Linked DNA regions of Mus musculus: region 1 is linked to region 2. A link is a contact called in public HiChIP or PLAC-seq data. All regions are on one chromosome and are shown on one strand. The core of a region is the stretch at or near the end of the contact, and the rest is flanking DNA. Distances in the headings are between cores, read along the strand shown.

Region 1 (4,061 bases), core at 102-2,601, 95 kb after region 2:
GCCTCTCTGTTGAAGCTGTCAGCCACCTGGCAGAGGCCGTAATCAGAACACCATGGGCAATTGATCCCAACAAGCTTAAGACATCCTGTTCCAGGAGAAGGCCCTGCTGACAGCAGAAGCAGCTGCTGTGGCTGCTGGCAAGCCTCCTGTAGAGGCATCTGCCAGGCCCCTCCACCCCTCATTCGAGATAGGCCCTGGTAGAGAAGCTTGCTGGGTGATCCGGGGATATGGCTACCTCCCTCCCCAGTCAAAGAGCTGGGACCTGGGGGCATCCCTAAGAGATATCCAGAGGATTTGAGAGTTCCAGGGTAGTAGAGGTGGGCAGCCTGGGGTGCTCAGGTGGTTGATTTATGAGGGCAGATTAAAAAGATGGATGGTCTGTCCCTTAGCCAAGAAATGAGTCTTGTTGTAGTCCTTTGAAGGGCATGAAGGTGGAGGAGGGAGACGCTTGCCGAGGAGTGCAGTGGAGTAATGAGGAATAATGGTTTGAAACAGGGCTGAATACCAGGAAGGTACTTTGTCTCTGAAGCCCGTGAGGGATCGCAGTGTCTCCCACAGCAGGAGCAGGGCTTGCCTTCTTGGATCATGGATGCTGATGGATCAGGCATGGGAAGCCCATAGATGAGGCAGAATCAAGCTCTCCCAACAGTGCTATCTGCCGCCTCGGCTGGTCCTGGAGTTGTCCTCTTCTCACTGAATCCTGAAATGGGCCAGGCTCAGTCTGCAGCCCCATTGGTGGGAACACCTGAGGCTATCTGTGGGTGGAGGCCATGATGGCTCTCAAGATTGACAGGCATGGTGGGAGGAAAGCTGCCAGTGTGGCTTGAGTCTCATCTATCCTTGGTGATCGGCCTTAATCTGGATCCTGTGGGAGGGAACCGTGGGCATGAGCACCCACGACAGAGACCACCTGGGGCTCAAGTGAATGTTAAGGAGGGGGAAATGCAGGCACCATGCAGGCCCATCTCAGAGCTCAGCATTCTGCTTAGAAGTCCTTCGAGGAAGCCCTAAACAAACAACTACAGGGGACTGACCTGCTTCCTGCTTGGCGCATGCCCAGTGGGCAAAGCGCCAGAAGGCTAGGAGAGCTTCCCTGGCCACTTTGCTGTATTCATGGAAAGCATTTTGTGAGATGTCTGAGATACATTCTGGAACTGAGGAATCCAGACCATTCGTAGGGGAGCGGAGGATATCTTGGAACTGACTGCAGCCACCATGAACGGATAGTTGAACTTTCCTAAACTAATGGCCCGCCGGCACGGTGCTTGTGCCTTCCTTGGGTTCAGATACCACCCCCAGCCCCGACAGGGTTCCATACATCTCTGAGTAATTGGGCCATGCGTGCCAAAGCCAGTTCCTGCCTGGAGGAAATGGCTGTGACTCAGTTCTGATTCAATGCCCAGCCCGTGTATGTGGGCTGTGCTGGTTGAGGTATCTTCCCAGGAGATTTGGGACCCTGGGATGTGTGGGCTGCAGGGTATGCCCCCCTCGCTCATGCCCTGCTGTGCAGTCCATGTTGACTGGGTGTTTACTTGGGCGTGGGATGCCTTGGGAGACAGAAGTGAGTCTTCGAAGAGAGAAAGGAGGCCTGTCCAAGACGAACTATGTGGCTGCTACGTGGGCTTGAGCCCTGGCAGATCTGACTCCAGGGCCCATTCTCACATCCATCTGCTGCTGCTCCCCAAACTTTGGGAGGTGGGGTGCAGACCTCACCAGGAGAGAGGCAGATCTGCCTGGATTAGCTGCCTTGTGGTCAGTCATGAGACCTTGTGTGAATTGCTTCACCCATGATCCCAGCCTCATTTGGGAAGAGGAAAACCTTCCCTACAGCCTTCTGCCTATATGGATGGGCTTCTAGACAGTCAGTGCCCTTAGGTGACGGTCACATGTGCCTCTTGCCTTATGAGAACCAGCATGGGTATGGTTCCCCCCCCCACCTCTGCCCCTCAGTCCTTTCAAGGTCCCTGGGCTACAAACCAAGGATGCTGAGCTCCTTGTGGAAAGCCCAGCCCTACACAATGTCAGTGTTATCCCAGTCTGCCCAGAAGGCCCGTCCCCACACTTAGGTGCCTACTTGTCTCAGCCTTGCTCTGTACTTGGCTTCTTTCTGGATGGCAGAGAGCAGCTGCCGGGGCACCAACTCATTTGTCAGCTTTTAATTCCCTGTGGAAGGTGGGGTGTGACAGACTGGATGAGCATCGACAGCCAAAGCAGAAGGTTCACCCTGCCTCCGTGCCTGTCTGCCAGGCCCCACAAGCACTGTTGTAAGAGTCTTACTTCTCAGGGTGACCTTCTGGCTCTGAACAGATACAGGGTGAAATGTTTAGCTGCAGGGCTACTGGAAGAAAGTAATAATATTGGAGAAAATAATGATGATGATGATGATGATGATGATGATAGTAGTAGTAGTAATATAAAATCAGGAGGAGGCAGAAGCTGCCCAACACACCCAAACAAGATTTCTCATTAGTTTGAAGGATGGACTAGGAGTCTAGCCCATAATGAGAAAAATGGATTGAGTCCTGATTAAGTTGTCAGGGGACCTGAAGCCATCCTGCAGCTCCAGCATGTGCTGACCTTCACAGAGGCCCCCCAATACATTCAGCTTCCAATCCAAAGAGTCTCTGCCCAGGATGGATGATTTTGAAGTCCTCTGTTAGCCTACTAACTACCTACCAACTATCTGTCGGCTGCTCCAACGTAGGATTTGATCCCCCTGCCTCACAGATGTTGTGGGAAGCAGTATACTGGTTGGAGGCACGGTGTCTGCTCCTGTGGCTGTAGCCCTTTGACTGGTCGGTGACATTGTTATTTGGGACCTTTGTGTTGTGGCTGCTGAATGACCATTAGTGTCCGGCCTGTACAGTGCTCTCAGGGACACTCATTGTGAGCCAGTTGGGCTCTTCCTGAAGCCCTGTGTTTTCTGTTGCACTGGGGCAGCTGGTGACAGGCCAACTTCCCCAAGACCAGTCGTCTGGCCAAACTTCTGGTGGATCCAGGACACTTGCTTCCCTATGGGATACTACGGGATGGAGGCAGAACTATAGCTCATCTGGAGCACTGCCCTCACCCCCCAAAGTGTGTGTGTATGTGTGTGTGTGTGTGTGTGTGTGTAGATGTTCATGTCCACGTGTGCATGTGTAGAGACCAGAGGTGCATGTTGAATGACTTCTTCCGTTATCGTGCTCCATCTTGTATGTGTGTGTGTGTGTGTGTGTGTGTGTGTGTGTGTGTGTGTGTGTGTGTAGATGTTCATGTTCACGTGTGCATGTGTAGAGACCAGTGGGTGTGTGTGTGTGTGTGTGTGTATCCCACTGAACCTAGAGCTCACCATTTTGGCTAGGCTGACTAGCCAGGGAGGCTAGGATAGTCCTTTCTCTCCCATCAAGCCCCTCAGAGTTTCAGATGCCTGCCACAGTGTGTAGGTGCTGAGGATCAAAACTCTGAACCTCACGCTAGCAAGGCAAGCACTTTATCCCCTGAGAGCCATCTTGACTTGGGACGCCAAGGCCTTCACATGGGTACCACAGAGATGGACTCGGTTAAACAAGACCTGTGTGAGTAGCCCAGCTCCAAGGTGGGTGGTGGGCAGAACCATTTCTCAGCTCAGCTGCATCTTCTTTGTGCAGAACTTTTTTTTTAATGCGCCCAGTAAACAACACACACACACACACACACACACACCACACACACACACACACACACACACACACACACACACACGATTTTTCATTTGAAGCTTCTGCAGTGACATTAGCATCATAAAAGTGATCAGGGCCATTTATCCTGTCTTCAGAACATAAAAACAGAATCCCAGGGCCAGGCTGTAAGATGCTGATGGCATTTTTGTTACCTGCAGCTGACAAGCAGCACCCAGCCTTCCAGAAGCCTCTGGGGACAGCCCATGGCTATTATTAGGGAAGGTTCTACTCCTTAAATTAATGACTGGGTTTAATGGCCCCAAGAGGGGCCTCTCCTTTCCCTGGGCTCTGCTTAATGGTTTCGGCCTGCTGCTTCCTCAGGCCTCTTTCTCTTGACTGTCACTGCTTCTCCAGTGCCGC
Region 2 (4,212 bases), core at 737-3,236:
GGCATCAGCCTGAGAGGGGAGGAAGGTGGAAGCTTTTGACTGGGTGGCATGCAAGTGAGATTGTGAGGGGTAGGCAGGGTTTGCCTCAGAGGGAAGGTAAAGCCATGAAGTGGGTATGCTTACACATAGCGAGAAGCTTAGTGTGTGCCAGGGCAAGCAGGAGATTCAGGCAGTGAACTCACTGAGATCACTGTCGCCTTGGGTGACAGGCTGAGGGGGATGGGGAACCATGGATTGAAGGCTCATAGTGTAGCTGAGGATGTCTTCGTATGTCTCTCACTCTTAGTTTTTTTTTTTTTTTTTTGACACAGGATTTCTTTGTGTAGTCCTGGCTGCCCCTGTAGACCAGGCTGGCCTTGAACTCAGATCCTTCTGCCTCTGCTGGGATTCAAGGGTTAAAACCACTGCCCTGGGACTTTCAACTCTTGATCCTCCTGCCTCTGCCTCCCAAGTGCTGCTGGGCAGGACTGTAAGAATTGGCTGCCCTGCCACCACGCTTGGCTTTATGTGGTACTCGGTTCTGGGATTGTGGCCAACTGAGCCGCACCCCTGACTCCACCCCACTTCTGCTTGTTTTGGTTTGAGTTGTGCTGACAAGGTATTACTGGGTAGCTCTGGTCGGCCTCAAACTTCCTGCCTCAGCCTCCCCAGTGCTGGGATTGCAGGTGTGTACTGTCACAGGTGTGTAAATATGTTTCCCCTTTGGATCGAATTTAGTTTTATCAAGGAGTCTGAGGACTCAGTGCTGACATCACACAGGGCCCACTGGAGAGTCAGGAGCCAGAGCTGCAGCCCCAGGGAGGCAGGGGCAGTATTGCAGACACAGGACCAAGGGCCGGGAGGGGACACTGGCCGAGGAACCCAGCAGGTCTGATGTAGACAAAACCCAGCCACGTGATCTAAAGAGGGGTCTTGACTTTCCCCACCTGTGAATGGGCCCATCAGGTGCACTTGGGCCTGGGTCTCCAGGAAGGACAGAGGCAGCAGAAACTGGGCTATGAGAGGGAGGTAATGAATGGGGGAAGGGGGGGAGGGAATCAAGGGGAACGGGGATGCTCGCTGGTAATTAGAACGTTTGAACTTCAAAAAAGTTAATTAATGACACAGCTACTGCTGGAGCAAGGCTAGGGCTCAAAGGGGGCCTGGCAGCGACTGAAATTAATTACAGGCTATGGCGGGAGAGTGGCAGCCAGGCCAGGGACAGGAAGGAGCAGGGCAGGGACAGAGGCCATGGAAGTCAGCTTTCAAGGTGAGCAGGGTCTGGAGAGCAGAGGGGGCTGTTGCCATGGAAACTAGGTCAGTTCTCTTAGCAGGCAGGAGGGGCCCAGTCCACTGTGGTTGGCATCTGGCTGTGGTGGGCTGGTGTGGCTTCACCGAGCTGGGGTTGAACTGGTGTGGCTGGGGGGTGGGGTGGGGGGAGCTTGAGATAAACTCATGTATTCACTCGGCAAGTCTTGGTTGAGCATCTCCATGCTGTTCTGGTTGGAGTTGAGTGCTTGTAGATCCCAGGGACCCAGACTCTGCTCAAAAGTGGGCAGAGAGGATGAGCGTTAGATGGGAGAGAGTCAGGCTGGAGGGCTGCTGGGGGAGGAGCTTGTGGGGCTGAATGGCCTGAGACCAGACAGGAAAAGCAGGCCACCACGGGCTGGGAGGGAGGCAGTCGGGGGAAGGAGAAGAGGGTAGGTCGTGCTGGCCAGCTTTGTGGAGGGCTTCTGATTTTAAGCCAGGAGAAGCTGGGAGCCACAGCAGGCACTCTGAGAAGAGGGGTCGGGACAGCCTCTGTGGACCTGTGAGGTGCCCCTTAGCTCCAGTGAGGAGCTGCTGTGAACTTGCTTGAGACCCCAGAGCCACTCACCGCAGGGAATTGAGTTCACAGGCAGGCCCTGGTCTCTGGCACTGCTGGCTGCTCTGACAGCACATAGCAGCTCTGTACCCAGATGCTAAATGCTGGAGTCAGGGACAGGAATGTGGGTACAGCTGGTGGCAGGGGTTGTCAGTCTGCTTCCTGGTAGATGAGAAACTACTAGAAGAGAGTGAGTCATCAGACAGGCTCCTTCATCTGGCAGTTCACCCCTGAGTCTGACCTCAGTCATTTATGCTGTTGTGTGGTTTCACTTTTTTTTTTTTCTTCACCATGATGCACTTTTTGGGGGGGGGGCACAGATCTCCTTAGCCCCGAGGACTTGTGTATAAGAGGAGAGGCCATTTGGGGGATATGAGCAGGCAGTTCTCTTCTCTCTGGGCTGTAGGATCCCCTTATCCTGCTGGTGGCCTGTGGCTGACCTGAAGGGCTGATCTCTAGATGCCCTGGCTCCAGGCTGCAGGATTCTGCTGGGGCAGAACCCGGGAAGCCAGGTCTCTGGGTTGGGCTGATTTGGGAGCAGCGGTCAGAGGGTGACTGTGAGCTTCAGCCCCACAGAGATAGGCAGATCAGGAGAACATGTCCAGGGATGCCTCAGAAGTGCAGACCCATTCCTTGGATGGGAAGCATGAAGCCACCGCAGAGGGATGGGAGAGGGAGAAGAGAAGGCCGGCATCAGAGCTGTTGAGTCTGGGGACCCTTTCTGGGGGCCACTCCTTCCTGGGTGGGACCTGGAGGCATCCTGCAGTGGATGCTTCAGTGGTTTGATTTGGTTTCGGTTCCCTGCAGGGTGTGGCATGGGTTGCACCTGTGTGGCGGGCCAGCTGCACTGTCTCTGAAAGCTTGGACCTGGGTCACTGAGAGGTCCACAGGGGTGGGGGTGGAGTTGGGGGTGGGGGGCAGAAACGGTCTGCATGTCTGTTCCTGGGGTGTCACATTCAGGAGTGTGGCGCCCCAGGCCGCGCTTCCACCACCAGTTCTTCCTTGACTTGGTGTACGTGGTTCGAGTGTGTGAGCATGCTGGTCATCCTGCTGAACTGTGTGACCCTGGGCATGTACCAGCCATGTGACGATATGGAGTGCCTCTCAGACCGCTGCAAGATCCTGCAGGTGAGCCTCTCAGTCGTCCCCTCCCTCCCAGCCGGGTGTCCTCTTCCAAGCTCAGGGCTCTACTGTAGCTCAGCCCCTCAGCTCTTCTGAAGAATTGCCCCTCCTGTCATCTTTGTTTTCCCAGCTGAGGCTCCTCACCCCATCCCATTCACACAGCGAAGGCAGTGGCTACATTTCTCTGCCCGCAGCCAGCCTCTGCTCCCTGATACCTCCTCCCTTGTGGACTCGTGGGCCCTGATGTGGCATCTGCGTGGTTGTAGGCACGGTGTGAGGTACCACAGAGTAGGGCTCTGGGGACGTATCCATTTTACAGAAGTAGAATATTTGATGCCTGTCCCTGGGAGCCGGACCTGAGTTTCATTTTAATCCTGGCACAGAGTTGCTGTGTGACCCAGGGCAAGTGACTTGGCTTCTCTGGTCTTGTTTTCTTAGCTGTAAAGTGGGCTACCCCATGTGTGCCATTATGAGAGAGATCATGAGGGAGCCTGGTGCTCAGCCCCAGGGTCCTCATCGTTGCCAGAGCTAAAGCCATGAGCAGAATGGGCTGTGGAACCCTGGGCAACGTCACCCCTTCCCTGGGCCCTGGTCTTTTCTCTGAGTGGGCAAGGGACTCTGAGGTTCTCTTCCTGTCCCATGTTTGACCTCACCGTGGCTCTGACTTCCACTCTTGCTCCAGAGTTCACCCTGTCCTGTCCTGTCTTCCTCCTGCTTGACAGGTCTTTGATGACTTCATCTTCATCTTCTTCGCCATGGAGATGGTGCTTAAGATGGTGGCCCTGGGCATTTTTGGCAAGAAGTGCTACCTCGGGGACACATGGAACCGCTTGGACTTCTTCATTGTCATGGCAGGGTAGGGAACAACCTGGTTTTTGTTGCATGCCAGCTTCCGTATAGCTAACCAAGGGGATTCTGGGAGATGGTGGTGATGCTGTGTGAGAATGGAGGGCCTCTGGCCAGGGGTCAGAGAGACAACGCTCCCTGTAGATGGCCCTAGAAGACAGCTGTCCCTTCCGGTGGCCGCTGTAAGCATCTGTTGTGCGGTGGGCAGCTTAGACTGAGTGTTTTATGCTGATTAATTGCACGCCTTTGGGAAAGTCAGTTAACTTTGAGAAGCCTCCATTTCCCCATCTGTAAAAAGAAGTAAAGACATCACCCTGGTCAAAATGAGCATCATGAAGTGTTTGCTGTCATCAGCAGCAGCTGCAGTACTGCCGCCACCACCATTATCATCATTGTCACTC

What was found. HiChIP or PLAC-seq counts read pairs in DNA pulled down with a chosen protein or histone mark.
Region 1: a CTCF HiChIP or PLAC-seq map of the NIH/3T3 cell line shows a contact between it and region 2, with 14 read pairs. The contact joins two enhancer-like sites. A contact is called at or near these places in 1 of 15 datasets of contacts at CTCF or cohesin (the NIH/3T3 cell line), 4 of 484 Hi-C or Micro-C datasets (the G1E-ER4 cell line, bone marrow-derived macrophages, double positive thymocytes and 1 more) and 1 of 115 datasets of contacts at active chromatin or transcription factors (CD8 T cells).

What each region holds. Positions count from the first base shown.
Region 1 is chr15:80,413,155-80,417,215 of GRCm38.p6, forward strand. No RefSeq gene overlaps it. Among named protein-coding and RNA genes, the nearest start is that of Gm41363, 15 kb to the left of the region's middle. Within about 2 kb of position 1,352, at least 24 of the 459 cell types and tissues checked have an H3K27ac peak or open chromatin away from gene starts, as enhancers often do. A contact at or near this core is called in the NIH/3T3 cell line, where this site is marked.
Region 2 is chr15:80,317,500-80,321,711 of GRCm38.p6, forward strand. Cacna1i (calcium channel, voltage-dependent, alpha 1I subunit) reads left to right here. Exons shown (of 37, transcript NM_001044308.2): 3 at 2,860-2,971; 4 at 3,688-3,821. Among named protein-coding and RNA genes, the nearest start is that of Gm31319, 30 kb to the left of the region's middle. Within about 2 kb of position 1,987, at least 53 of the 459 cell types and tissues checked have an H3K27ac peak or open chromatin away from gene starts, as enhancers often do. A contact at or near this core is called in the NIH/3T3 cell line, where this site is marked.